Regions from separate parts of the Drosophila melanogaster genome. Here region 1 is linked to region 2. A link is a contact called in public Hi-C data. All regions are on one chromosome and are shown on one strand. The core of a region is the stretch at or near the end of the contact, and the rest is flanking DNA. Distances in the headings are between cores, read along the strand shown. Region 1 holds the start of CG4374. Region 2 holds the start of Ir94d (Ionotropic receptor 94d).

Region 1 (7,624 bases), core at 2,527-5,026, 69 kb after region 2:
GTAACTGTACGGTTTGTCTTTTCTGGAGAGCCAGTAATCATGCTCTAACGACACAGACAAACACGTATATAATTTGTATAAGGCGCTGCTATGCGGTGAATCGTCAGCGGGTTCATATAGAAATCTTGTAATCTGATAGGCATGACAAGAAATATTTTGCTTGTCATTAAATTTACTTTTATTTATGCAGCACTGTCTATCATTGTTGATGTTGTTGTTGTTGCCGCTGCCGTTGCTTTTCGATTCGCGTGTTTTGTTTCGGCGGCGGCTTGAAATTAGTGAAAACTCTTCACATCGAGAAGACTGACTGACTGAATGGATGGTATGGTTTGGTATGGCATGGGGGAAACTTGAAAACGTATGCATGCATAAGTTGGCGCCTGCTAACGTCTTATAGTCATCGATTTTCGACCATTGTGCTGTTTGCTTGGCTGGTTTGGAGTTGAGTAATAGGCGAAATATTTGCGCATGCCTCATTACGGCTGCTTTTTGGGTTGCGGTAATCGATGGCAGTGTAAGCCAGAAATGCGCGGGAGTGGCGAAACAAAAGACTTAGGCAACGAACTCAATGCAGTTAGAACGCTAGCAGCAGATTCCATGAGATGCGTGACATTTCCAGTTATGACATCACATCGCTGTGGCAACAGCACGCAAATGTCAACCAAGTGCGTCATCGATGACAATCAATCGTGTGGACAAAGGGCAGCAAGTGGTGGCTAATCGGTAGCCAACTAGATTGACAGCTTCACTGACTAAACGACAGTCAAACAGGCAGACAGATCGACAGACATTCGGTCTAGATGACATGTGCAATGACGCGTTTGTTGGGGAAAAAACCTCAATAGCAACAACAATGGCCTAGCATAATGAGTACAATTACTGGCCAAGCAAATCAAATGCAACGCGCTACCAACGCTTTGAATCAGTCACAATTAATTGCAGCCAGCAGCAGCAGTCCGCAAAAAACGTTCATAAATTATAGCGGCGGCGGCAGAAAAAAGTATTAATTAAAAAAGAAGGAAAAAGCTGCAACGGTAACAACAGCTATTAAGAAAATTTCTTGTTGACTCATCCGAGTCCACAATTAACAACTCGCAGACTACCAAGAATCGTTGAGACTGCGACTTTGGCCAGCATTTCTTGCACTCATTTGTCGCATTTTGTCCCAGCCACTTGGCGATTTCTTTGTCAGAGCTCGGCAATTAAACAATTGTTGTTATCTTAGTTGCTTCGTTTTTTTTTTTAGTTTTGTGTCTGAGATGCAGCTGTTGTTGTTGCCGTCATCATTGCAGGCTATAAATTTTATTTAATTTCTCGGCCCCTGCCCCTTAAAAGCACACGCCCTGGTGGCTGGGGATCTCGTGACTTGCGTTTCGCAATTGTGAGAATCGAGTATTAAATAATTCTTTGCATATTTATTTATAAACATTATTCCTGCCTCTTCTTCACTCTTAAAATGCGATTTCCTCAAAGCTGATTAGGCGTTTTAATTTGCGATGTTCCTGGCTCTAGTCTCAATGGGTTCACATTAATACTCTACCTCTTAAGTTTAAAAATATTGATTTATAGATTAAAAATTGTTTAAGCTATACCATTCAGATAAATAAAATTGAATATACACTGATGTGAAAATAAACTAGTAGACTTCATAATTTTTTACTCAGCAAGCGTAATTCAGAATTTAAAGATCATTTTCTATGCCCCCGTCAAACCACAAATAAAAATCTGTAATTACTAACATTAAGCATCGTTTAGTCAAAGCGAGACATATACCTGTGTTTGATTAATCATTAAAAGCCCCATTATTTGCCAAACATCAGCAATGACCAACATACCCAGTTCCTCTCCAAAAGCGAAGCACTAATGCCTCATGCAATTGTAATTATCAATATAAAATGAAACAAGCAAAAAAAACTCCGTTTGCTCACAGCTGTATTTCCTCTTAATTGTACAGGAGGAAGAAAAAATAAATCGCTTTTCCAATAAATTGCATCACAAGACTCTTAACAATCCCACCAGCACCATCGACCATATGGACGCGTCAATTGTTAAAGTGTTGAAGTGTTTTTATTTAAATTGCTCAACTGAACTTGTAATTATGGCTCACTCTGATTATTGCTATTGCTGTTGTTGCTGCACTCTGGGTTTAGCATAAGCCAGACTGGATATAAATTATTTTTAGAGCCATGCTGGAGTTTTCACTCGCACAGTTTCTCACTGCTCGAAAAAGATAGCAATTAATTGTAGTTAAAAATGCTTTAACTAACGGTTTTATGGTCAAACAACAAAAGCGGCAGTTGACTTGTCAGTTAATTGTATTTGAAATCGCTGTCTCTGCTAATTGATAAATCTCCATTGGCCAAAAGGCAAAAGCTCAGCACTCGATGGGCGGCAGTTGCACATAAAATGCAATTACAAACGCGTAAAACCGAAGCAAACGGTTCGACTTAAGCTCCGGTTCAACACAACTCACCTGCGGCAGGGCAAATACGATTTTGACGGCTCTTTGCTCCGAATTGGAATCGGAATCTCCCCCAGAATCTCCTTGTGATCGCGGCTCGCAGTAGTAAGGCCACAAAAACACACGCGATACCACACTCACACACTCGGATATCTTAGCCAGGCTCAATCTATAAAACGCGGATGTGGTTGGCAGCAAAAACTGGCAAGTGAAATATTTATGCAAATTTATTTCAGCTTCTTTTTTCGTTGTTGTGCAGCAGCAGCAGCCAGGCTGTGTTGGTGAAATGCATTTGAAGACATTAAGCGGCACACTTGGCAATTGTCGTCGTTTGGGGCAGCGAAGCGATTTGATTGAAGTGGTGCTGCCGACCAGGTCCACAAGCCGACAAACCGACAGTCCGAGTGGCAGGCGAAACGTTGTTTAACAATTGTTTCTTTTAAACTTTTTTTTTATTTTGTGTTGTATTTTAGTTTTGTTTTTTTTTTTTGTGCGGTCCGGCAGGATTTGAGTTGTCAATTAGTTTGTTACGGCTGCTATCACTTGGCAATTCGGAGGCGCCCGAAGCGCCGTTATCTGCTGCAAACAAATGACACCACAAAATGGCAGCGCGTTCGTTGCCTAAGTCTTTCGTTTTTTCGCCCGGCGAGAAGATTGAAGTGAAGCTGAATCGGAGACTTAGTTAGAGCCTCTGTTTCTTTATTTGTGTGCCATTAAAAGACCGCTTTATTGCAACATGTTTTTCTATATACAATATAATTAATTTACTGATACAAATATTTTATTGCACGCTCTTTATGTGATCTTTTGGCCAGCGAGTAATTAAAAATAAATTTAATTTAATTTGCCTTTTTATTTATTTATACTCTCGTGTATTTTTGTTTTTTGTCGGCGATCGAAACGAGTTTTGTCTTTTGTTAATATTACTTTATATGTATGCTAGTCTTGTCTTGGCATAGGGCATATGGGGCTACAAACTGGCATATATGTTTTGATTTGGTTTTATGGCCGCACTGAATAGCTTTTTACTGTTGGCCAGACTTTTTACGAGCACTATTTTCAGTAGGTAGCCACACAGTAACAAATTAAGTTTGAGTGCCAGCTGCAGGCGGGATTTTCATTTTCATTCGGCCCCCAAACGAAAAAAGCATTTCCATTTCGATATACGCGCAGTTCATTGGCCAGGTCCACAATAGCGACGAAAATCGCACGCAAAACGCCCTGGAAACGCGCGCACGCGACAACAAAAAACGCGCACGCGATTCGCCAGCGAAACGAGAAAACTCAATACAAACTCAGCTAAAATTGCGAACGTATTTTAGCGCGCAGTCGCAAACAGCTTAAACAGTCCCGCAAGAAAGTCGCACAGAAACTGCAAGAGGATAAAAATTGCAATCGGCTCACAGCCCGACTGCAGTAGCAGCAATGGCAGCAGCGACGCAGCAGCGACAGCAACACGTTGCAATGCCGGTGCAGCAGCAACATCGGCAGGAGAAGCAGCAGCAGCAACAGCAACAGCAGCGTTGCAAAACGTTAAGATCTCTCGGCAAAAACAGGCAACAACCTCTCGAAGACCGACTGACCGAGTAATACAGTCCAGCACCCCAACAACCACAACCTCAGCCACAACAACAACAGCAACACGGCCCGAACTCTCTGGCTGGAAAAAAAAGCCGCTAAAAGCGCTAAGCCATGAAAACCTGTTGTGCACCGATCGCTGCCAGCGTCGTTCGTTGCTTCGTGTTTATCGCGAATCTCGCTCTCTTAGCCCATTCTCTGTGGTGGGGCCTTCCAGTGGAGAGCGACTGGCTTAGCGGTTAATTTCCAGTTGGCTGCAATATCAGTTGCCGATCTGCTTTTGACCAATAAAAAAGGGGGTTTCAAGTCAGGCGTCTGGAACGACGTCGGCTGCGAAGTCAGCCGCGTCTTAACGATCAAAGAGAAGTGAAGTTAAGAGAGCTTGTATGCTCTTTCAAGCCACTGCTTAGGGCGAAAACGGACTGATAAGAAATTGAATAAAATTATATGAATTTCATTAAGCCGCAACAGAAAAGAGCACACACATTTCCTGGTCGGCCACGCCTGGATATTACGGCTATCGAGGCTCATTTATCGCGGCAAAAAGGAAGCGAAAAGTGCTTGTGAGAATATATTTTCATTTTCAAACTTCAGATACAAATCATAATTGAAAGGAGCTCAAAAACTATACGAAAAAAGAGAGAGGGGCAGGATGAGCTGTTTCAGCGGACAGGCGACACTTGCCACACGTCCAAAGGTTGCGACTTTGACAATTTAATTGTCACACGCCCGCCACTTTTGGTCAGCTTCCCGGCAGCACGAACTTGCCGCCTCGAACTCTATTAACGAAGCCAATTGACGGACACTTGAATGGCCAGCCGCTGTCACTAGAGCGGGGGGTACCAAAAAAGGGGGGAAATAGGGTGTGCAGGGGGAGTCAGTTGGAGAGGTGAGACCCCAATGGACCACCGAACGGCATTAACATAAACAAGTGTTGCAGGAGTCGCGAGCTGCAAAAGGGTAACAGAAACATCCCGAACATTGTCATAAATAACGCGACAATGACAACTTGTTTGCGCGGATTCGGAATTGGAGCTGCGATTGGGATGGGTGATAGTGCACTTAGAAAAAATAATTACTCTAGGTTGCATCTGAGAGGAAATACCAAATGTTTAATTAAGTATTCCGAAACACCAGCTTAACTTAATCCTTGTTCCCAAAGTTAAAGTATTGCTTGTAAAAGTCATTACAAATTTCAGCTCAAAATATTGACTCAATATATTAATGCATTTTTTCATTTGGAATTTGGAATTTGGAATTTTTTGAGTGTAGCGGTACTGCTATCGCAGTCGGAATCGGAATTGCGGCCTAATGCAGCAATTGACGTGCGGCGTTTGCACCTAGCTGAGTATTTGATCCGTCCGCAGGTCCCAGAGGCGGAGGCCACATAAAAGTGGCGCGGCAATTGCCAACTTTGGTAACTGCCGGCGACAAGTGTAAAACGACTGTCTCCAGGAGTCGGCGCTGGGATCTCGGATATTATGGCTGGATCTTGGGCATTCAGACTTGGCCAAGTGGTGCTCCTGGCACAGAATCGCCATTCGCGACAGTGTGTTTGTGTGTTTATGGCAGCTGCCGTTTGATACTCATTCAAGTGCCGCCTAACATGATTTCGGTGTCATCTGCTTTTCAGCTTTAATATTGCCTGTTTAATGTGACATTTGCTGTAGATGTTGCTGGTGCTGTTGCCTCTACTGCTGGGCTATTGCATTATTTATGAGCCTCGGATCGGATCGGATAGGATAGGATCGAATTCGGATTCGATCCCCACATTCACCTCCCATTCGCTCTCACCGCCTCTATGGCCCATGGATGGCATCTTAAACGTTTCCCATTTTTAATTTAGTGATGATTGATGTCTTGTCCACGTCGCCTTGACAACGACACACTTGACTCAGCGGTGCCTCCACTATATCCACGATATTCACTGTATCCATCTACCCGTCCCGCATTTTCGCATTTGGCTCGCCTGTGGGGATACGCAGCTGTGTCTTTGGCACAAAAGTCAATTAAGCTGCGATTTAAATGCTGCCAGGGTCATGCCTTGGGAAAGGAGTGTCCATCCATGGGAAGCTGGGATTAGTGGCTCTGCTCCCAACTGGCCAGCAAATGGTCCTCATGTACGTGCGGTTGCCTGGCCCCAAAATGGAGCCCAGTGAGCGCCATTTGACCTGATTTTATTTGCACTATTTTACTTTTATTGCTCACTGTTATAGTTGCACTGAGTGAAATTCAACGTTAGAGTTTTAGGCTTTAATGAAAATTGTATTCTAAATAAACTCAATTGGTTAGTATAAATTAAGCTTTTAGATAAGCTAGTAAATATATATTTGATAAACTTTGAAATTATTCAAAAATATTTTACAATTGTTCCTTTAAGTATTTATCATATTATCCTATCTGGGAGTTTCTTGTGCGACATCGCAATTTCGTTAGTGCAATATTCAAAATTTTTTACAAGTGTTTGAGTGCATTTGGAATGAATGGGAAGCCATTGTGGGCTTCTACCGGTGCATGGCAATGATGCGGAACCGAGTATAAAATGAAATTGCAATCCACAAATTGCCAGGGCGACGGCCATCGACAATTTCATTTCTTTAACATCGAGTGCCGGTGCTCCTGCTCCTTACTGCTTCCATTTGGAAGCCGAAGAGCGGTTCAAAAGGTTTGCCAAATTATAAATTAAAAGTAAATCGAATCGAATGCTTAGCCATTTGTCTGTGAACTTGAAAGTGCTGGCGATGTGAAAGCCGGCTGAGCCGACTAGGGGCTCAGGGGTCAGCTCCAAATACAAATACCCATCGAAATCCCCAACCGGAGCGTTGCAGGTGCATGCCAAATCCGTTTGTCAGCGTCAGCATCTCGGTCGTGTGTTTTTCCAGCTTGTTCTAATTTGCATGCAAACGGATCTGTAGACCGGACCGGAATGGAATGGACCAGACTAAACGCTGAACTGGACGGAGCGGCGGCGACCTGCCACAAGCCATGACGAATTACTTGACACCTGGACGGGCCATAAAACGGCGATCGTTTTGGCGGGGGCGTTCCGTTTGGCCTCACTTCTTTAGTCTGTGCACTTCGGTCATGGCCAGAATCGGGTTCTGCGGCCAATTTCAATTGGTATCGATGGGGCCGAGTGGGACCGGCAGGTTCCTGGCTAATTGCAATCGTCGTTGATGGCCAAGACATCTCTCTTTTGGCTGATTTACGGCCGAACAGCGCCGTTTGATGAGCTGGTCGTCAGCTTTTAGTGCGTGCATCACTCATTGTTACAGTTAGAAAGCTGGCAGCTCTAATTTAATTTAAATGCAGACCGCCACAGCGACACCCGCCGCTGTCGCTCGTTTGTCTGCCTGCAGCGGCTTCGGTTACCATTACTACCATTACTACCACCTCCAAGTCCATGTCCATGTCCAAGCGGATCTTGCTCCACATCCACATCCACTTGGCTGCAGGTTTTCGAGTGTGTTTGCCTTGGTGGCGGTGAAATTTCGCCTGCCTGGCGTGGGCGTTTTGGCTCAAATGCCTTCAGCCGGTCTTTACGGCCGCCGTTTCAATGCGCTTTAATTTCTATGGCCCCGGACG
Region 2 (7,031 bases), core at 303-2,802:
GGGTTAAGTGAAGTTTCTGCATTGCAAAAGATTACTTTATAAGAATGCGCTTGGGCACTTATGAACTTTGGGGCTCTGACTCTGCTCGCTAAATTGACATCGCATACGCAACCCATGCCAGCCAATTAAAGACTCTACGTGACCTCCAAAAAACAAAAATAAAAAAACTTAACATAAGCACTGATGACAAAAAAAAAAAAAAAAAATGAGAAACCAACCCTGCCATGTTGAGCTTTCCACGCTGCCACTCTTTTTGTGCGAGATACGCGGAATGTGCAGCTAATTGACCAGCCCCAGACGATGATGCACTTCATCAAAACAAAACAAAAAAAAAAAAAAAATACCAAAAAAGCAGAAGCAGCAACCAGAAATGACAAAAGCCAAAAAAAGGCCGAGTGAGTGAGACTTACTCAAGTGGCGGGGCATTACGTCAACGTCAACTCCATTTGGCGGACAACAGCAGGGGACAGAGTCTACGACTGGGAATCGGAGTATTGGAGCTGCGAGGTGGAGCAGATGGAGGATGAGGAGAATGAGGACGATCCGGAGGGAATTCAACCAGATGGGGCTGAGTGCGGGTCAAGTGCTGACGCATCAGCCAAATCCAGTGAAGTGCACCAAAACATATAACTGCTTGAAAAATATAATGAGCCGAGTGGATGCTGTTGTTGGCAGCATCATTAAGAGCGATCATCTGTCAGGGGGATCGCATATGAATGAGATTTGTGCCTCGATTTAGCCTCGCTATTGTTTGCTATTCAATGGAATTAATTCTTTATGGATTTGTAAAACTTCAATGATTAAAAAATTAATAGGGCTTAAGTTAAGACTCCGAAGATATTATACTCTTAAAATATATGCATTTTACTATTGCCTCAAAACAATCATCCCCTTCCCAACTTATATCCATAAATATAATTTATACATAAATCCTTATTTTATAGTTTAAAGCTTAATCTAGTGGCTACCAACTGTTTTCCTAGTACTCATCACACGCCAATGAAATAACTATACTTAATAGCAGATATCGAATGACTAATAAATGAACACAACTATGAGCTGAAAGGAACTTAACACCCAATTGAGTCTTCTTTAAAAAACCAAATGACTATGTGGGCGGTTTTAGTTTTCGTATTTATTGAAAACGGTGAGAAAACGTCTTCATCACAGGAGGAAATGGCGCTACTAGTGGGATCGTTAGTCGGTTTAGTAGCCTTTCAAAATGACCACAAGACTGATTGTAACATTTTCATGGCATAACCAATATTACGTGCCAAAAAGCTTTAGGCGATCAACGAGACTTGTAAATTGAAAGTACTTACCCCAGTTCAGTTAATAAGGATGTATAAATTAAGCCACATATGTATATTATTTTATTACTATAATATAGATGTCAACTTAATGGCACTGTAATGTGATGACAAAAAACTCTCAGGCGACGTTAAATAAATCAAAAGATGGTCGTGACACCTCTTCTCCCGTGGGTGCAGTTAATGGCAGTTGAAAGCACAATATATAAGTTGGAAGTGGACCAACTATTCCCACATTCAAAATGGGTCAGTTGCACCTACTGTTAGTCGCCTTGGTTCTCCTTAGTCCTGGCGGGGATAGCTTCTATCATAGTTTAATTCATCATTTGAATCGTGAACTTAAAATTGAATATGTTCTGCTTTTGGGCAACTTCGATACGACTTGGTTAGATATTTTGTGGCAACTTCCTGTTTCCGTACTTCAAATTAAAGAGCACTCTAGGGAAACCTATAGCTTGCTTGAAAATCCGTCACATAATGTCCTTACAATAGCTTTTGTTAACGATTCACCGGAAGACATACTGGAAATTTTATACCGCAATCTACGTATGCTAAACACACAACCAGTGCTGTTGGTTATAAGGAAATCGACAATTCGAGTAAATTCGTTGTTGGAATGGTGTTGGCACCATCAGCTACTTAAGGTCGTGGCCATTGCTCAAGATTTTATGGTAAGTTGTAAATCATTACTTAATTAATAACCTCTTAATATGAGAGTGTAGTGTTTTCTCTTTTCGTGGTCATTACCGAACCTTCTTCTGACATCGTGCCATCTGTTATTTGTTGTTCATTTTTGTCAGTATAAACAATAAGGTATTCGTCTTCATCAGCTAAAGCATTACATAGAAGTATGCATTCCTTTTTAGTTTGAAAACGATTCGGGTTTCCGCCACAACCACCGTAGATAAATTCTACGCATACATTGTTATCCATGTCATAGGCAAACATTTCAAAATTTCCCTTGCAAGGGCCAGGATTTGCGATGAAAGAGCATCTCTCTTAAAATAAAGATTTACTACGTAGGACTCCTTGAGCTATAAAAATAACTTACCATGTCTGAGTGCCGTAGAAGTCCCGGGGACTATTAAGAAAATCAAAAAGTAGTGAAGCGAATTCATGTCTGTGAAATAATTTATTGTTTGTTTTTGATGTGTTGAAACATACAAATGTCATTATGAAATATTAATCATACGCCCTGTGGGATTTGTCCTATATTTTCAGGAGTCTTTGATTGTCTACAGCTACAACCCTTTCCCCGTCTTGCAGTTTATCGAGAGGCGTTTGGACAACAGCACCGTAATATTCGAAAAACGATTGGAAAATCTTCATGGCTATGAGGTACCGATTGCCTTGGGTGGATCTTCACCCCGACTGATTGTCTATCGTGACTTGGAGGGAAAACTGATTTTCTCAGGACCTGTTGGTAATTTCATGAAGAGCTTTGAACAGCGTTATAATTGCAGATTGGTTCAACCATATCCTTTTGATGAGTCTGCCATTTCTCCGGCTCGTGATTTAATTGCTTCCGTGCAAAATGGTAGTGTCCAAATTGCTCTGGGTGCGATTTATCCCCAAGTTCCATATACAGGATATTCGTATCCCATCGAACTAATGAGCTGGTGCCTGATGATGCCAGTGCCAGAGGAGGTACCTCACAGTCAGCTCTACAGCATGGTATTCAGTCCCATGGCATTTGGGATCACTATTGTTGCCATGGTGTTGATTTCATTGACTTTATCTATGGCTCTGCGTCTTCACGGATATAGAGTCAGCTTTAGTGAGTACTTTCTTCATGACAGCTGTCTGAGAGGAGTCCTGTCTCAATCCTTCTACGAGGTCCTTCGAGCTCCAGCCTTGATAAAGGCCATGTATCTGGTGATCTGTTTGCTGGGACTGCTGATCACCTCATGGTATAACTCGTACTTCTCCACTTTTGTGACCAGTGCCCCCAGATTTCCACAACTCACCAGCTATGAGAGCATTAGGCATTCTAATATCAAGATAGTGATTTGGAAGCCGGAATACGAAATGCTTCTGTTCTTTTCGGAAAACATGGAGAAATACTCGTCGATCTTTCAGCTGCAAGAGGACTACAAAGAGTTTTTGCATTTGCGTGACTCTTTCGACACCAGATACGGCTATATGATGCCAATGGAAAAGTGGTCACTGATGAAGGAGCAACAGAGAGTATTCAGCTCGCCATTATTCAGCCTGCAGGATGACCTCTGCGTCTTTCACACCGTTCCCATAGTGTTTCCCATGGTAAAAAATTCGATATTTAAGGAACCATTTGATCGTCTCATTTTGGATGTGACTGCCACGGGACTTCTGAGTCGCTGGAGAGACATGAGCTTTACGGAAATGATCAAGGCAGGACAATTGGGACTCGAGGATCGAGGACATCCAAAGGAATTTCGGGCCATGAAAGTCGGGGACTTGATACAGATTTGGCGCTTTGTGGGATGGATGCTGGGCTTGGCCACAATAGTCTTTCTCCTTGAGTTAATTTGTTTTTGGCGACATAAGATGTGGCAGAACATGAAATATATGTTTTGTAGAAACAAAAATATTTAAATTAAAGAAATAACTTAGCTTATTAAAATAAAATCTTAATAAAATAAAATCAATATCATTAGGTTGTTATAGAATTTTCTTTAGTATACATATACAAGCCCAGCAACTTGTTATTGTTTAAATGATTAAACATACTCTGAGTGTAGTGTTAATTTTCCAACCAAACTTGTCTGATTGAGGTGATTTCTGCTGTTTTTGTGTAATCCCCTGGGAAATGTTTTCTGGTTTTCTTTTTTTCGCCCGCGACTTGTTAACGTGTTCTGCTAATTGGAATTAACCATTAGCCACGTCGTCGGCGGATTCATTAGCAACCCTTTAAATGTGCAGCGGCATCAATCAGTGTCATGCAGTTGTCCCTCGACCGTCGTGATGGATTGCCCAAAGTGGATCCTGAGCGGCCTTTGCCTGATTAGCCTGGTCAGTGGCGCAACGGTAATTGAATTACTGGGTACGTTGAAACTGGAATTGGACTTTGAGTACGTGCTGCTCATGAAGAATAGGAACTTTAGTCTGTCGGATCAAGTTTGGAACGGCACTTCGTTGACGAAGGACGTTATGGATGAAGTACAAGTGCCTGTCCTTCAATTCAATGAAAATGTGAGCTACTTTTTGCACAACAGCATCAGTAGACGTCTGGTTACCCTAGGTTTTATGAGTGATGCAAATCTGGACGAGCACAGAGGTCTGCTCACAGCTCTGGTCGCGAATCTTAGGCACATGACCACGTCTAGAGTGATTTTTCTAGTCCAATCGAAGGCATCAACTGATTTTCTATACGAACTGTTTAGGAATTGCTGGCGTAAAAAACTATTGAATGTGATTGTTATTTTCCAGGACTTTGAGGTGGGTGTGGAGAATTTTCGAAAACATGATTAAAATATTCTATATTTTTGGATAACAGACTACCTCGACTTTCTACAGCTACTCAAATTTTCCCATACTACAAATAGAAGAGCGCATCTATGAGACTAGTTTGCAAACTCTACCTATCTTTCCCGATCGGCTTAGGAATTTGCATGGCTACGAGATGCCCGTGATTCTTGGAGGTACCGCACCGCGTATGATTGCCTATCGCAACAAGAAGGGTAATGTGGTCTATGATGGAACCGTGGGTCATTTTATGACGGCCTTTCAGCAAAAGTACAATGTAAAGTTTGTTCAGCCACTGCAGGCGAAAAATCCTTTGGACTTTGCTCCATCGATGCAAACAGTCGGTGCAGTGCGAAATGAGACCGTAGAGATATCCATATCCCTGACTTTTCCGACAATTCCTCCATTTGGATTTAGCTATCCGTACGAGCAGATGAATTGGTGCGTCATGCTGCCGGTGGAGGCCGATGTGCCACCATTTGAGTATTACACTAGGGTCTTTGAGCTGGCTGCTTTCCTGCTAACTCTGGGTACCCTGGTACTGATATCCTGTCTCCTGGCCAGCGCTTTGAGCCTCCATGGCTATGCAACTAACATCAGTGAGTTCCTGCTCCACGACAGCTGCTTGAGGGGAGTACTGGGCCAATCATTTGTGGAAGTTTTCCGAGCGCCCACTCTTGTACGGGGTATTTATCTGGAGATTTGTGTGCTGGGCATCCTGATCACCGCCTGGTACAACTCCTATTTCTCCAGCTATGTGACCAGTGCACCAAAGCAGCCGCCTTTTCGAACGTATGATGATATTTTGGCCTCTAAACTTAAAGTGGTGGCGTGGAAGCCTGAGTATGCAGAGCTGGTTGGCCGTCTCCTTGAGTTTCGGAAGTACGAGACCATGTTCCTGGTGGAACCCGACTTCAATCGATATTTGGCACTTCGTGATACGTTGGACACGAGATATGGTTACATGATAACCACTAATAGGTGGGTTTTGATCAACGAACAGCAAAAGGTCTTCTCCCGACCACTTTTTCAAAAACGCGACGATTTTTGCTTCTTCAACAATATACCCTTCGGATTTCCCTTGCATGAGAACTCCGTTTTTATGGAACCAGTGCAAAAGTTGATCATGGAATTGGCCGAAACAGGACTTTACTATCATTGGATAACCACCGGTTTTTCGGAACTGATTGATGCGGGTGAAATGCATTTTGTGGACTTGAGTCCTCATCGTGAATTCAGGGCCATGCAGATTCAGGATCTACAGTATGTGTGGTATGGATATGCTTTTATGGTAGTATTATCCTCGCTAGTTTGGCTGCTGGAAAACTTGGCGTACACGGTAAAATCTAAAACGATTTTCCCAACACATTTTATGCAACGGAACAAAAAATAAAAAGAGTTTCGTGGCAAAGCGTACGGCTTGTTTAAAAACCATAATATCCGTAAAATTATCGTTTAAGACACTAAACACATAAATCGATTTCGTTAGTTGTAAAGGCCTGCTACCTAAACAAAGGGAGCTAGTAGTTGTAACGACTACAGCTCGTGTAGTTTCACAGCTCCAGCTGCTTTATGGTTATTTGTCTAGCCATCAAATATGACTTTCCTTTCGTTTCGCATACCCCACTCGGGGATCGAATGTTCCCGATTTCCATTGTGCAAATATTTGCACAGCAGCTCGCCGGCTCAGAGTTCAACATCAAAAGCAATTAAGACGCGTGCTTGCCGCAGTGGCAGCTGAACACGAAACACCGAATACCCAGTGTGTTTGAGCTCCCCCAAAGGTGCGCGCTGATGTTAGCCACCTGTGCGACGGCCACTGGCGCCTCTTGAAATTCCCTAATCGACATGTTTCGATCTCAAACGACGTGGCCGGCAGTGGAGGCATCACCATCAGCGGTACACGCGAAGTAAAATTGGTTAACTATCATTTGGGCTTAAAGTGATCAAGATCTAGGGCAGTATACGCTAATGACGCCTTTCAGTTTTGAGAGGATATGCCAATTTTGGTAAAACCAAATATTTTATTAACTATTTTATAGCTTGTTATTAATTTCAAAAATTGCTCAAGAAAATGTTTAAAATTTCGTTAAATGTACTGAAGAATTTTATATGCTTGATGATCTGCTACCGCATTGGTTTAGAGAATCCAATAGTTATGGAAATGCAAACAGTATCCACCCATTTTTTTTTGCAGTGCACAAGTCGTGTTTCACCGATCGTGAAGTGAAAAATTTTCTCTAATCTACGCTGATGGCACGCATTTGTAGCCCCCCA

Evidence for each region. Hi-C and Micro-C count contacts between places; a contact is called where the count stands out from the background.
Region 1: a Hi-C map of the OSC cell line shows a contact between it and region 2, with 1.9 times the contacts expected there. The contact joins the promoter of CG4374 here to the promoter of Ir94d in region 2. A contact is called at or near these places in 37 of 107 Hi-C or Micro-C datasets (the Clone 8 cell line, the Kc167 cell line, the OSC cell line and 17 more).

The regions. Positions count from the first base shown.
Region 1 is chr3R:23,468,502-23,476,125 of dm6, forward strand. It overlaps CG4374, which reads right to left and starts at 3,777. Exons shown (of 4, transcript NM_142889.3): 1 at 2,474-3,777.
Region 2 is chr3R:23,401,256-23,408,286 of dm6, forward strand. It overlaps Ir94d (Ionotropic receptor 94d), which reads left to right and starts at 1,553. Exons shown (of 2, transcript NM_001144627.1): 1 at 1,553-1,981; 2 at 2,532-3,884. The coding sequence starts at 1,553. The coding sequence ends at 3,884. It overlaps CG17380, which reads right to left and starts at 2,473. Exons shown (of 2, transcript NM_142888.4): 1 at 2,362-2,473; 2 at 1,353-2,308. The coding sequence starts at 2,428. The coding sequence ends at 2,016. Ir94e (Ionotropic receptor 94e) reads left to right here and starts at 4,254. Exons shown (of 2, transcript NM_001104415.2): 1 at 4,254-4,727; 2 at 4,786-6,147. The coding sequence starts at 4,254. The coding sequence ends at 6,147.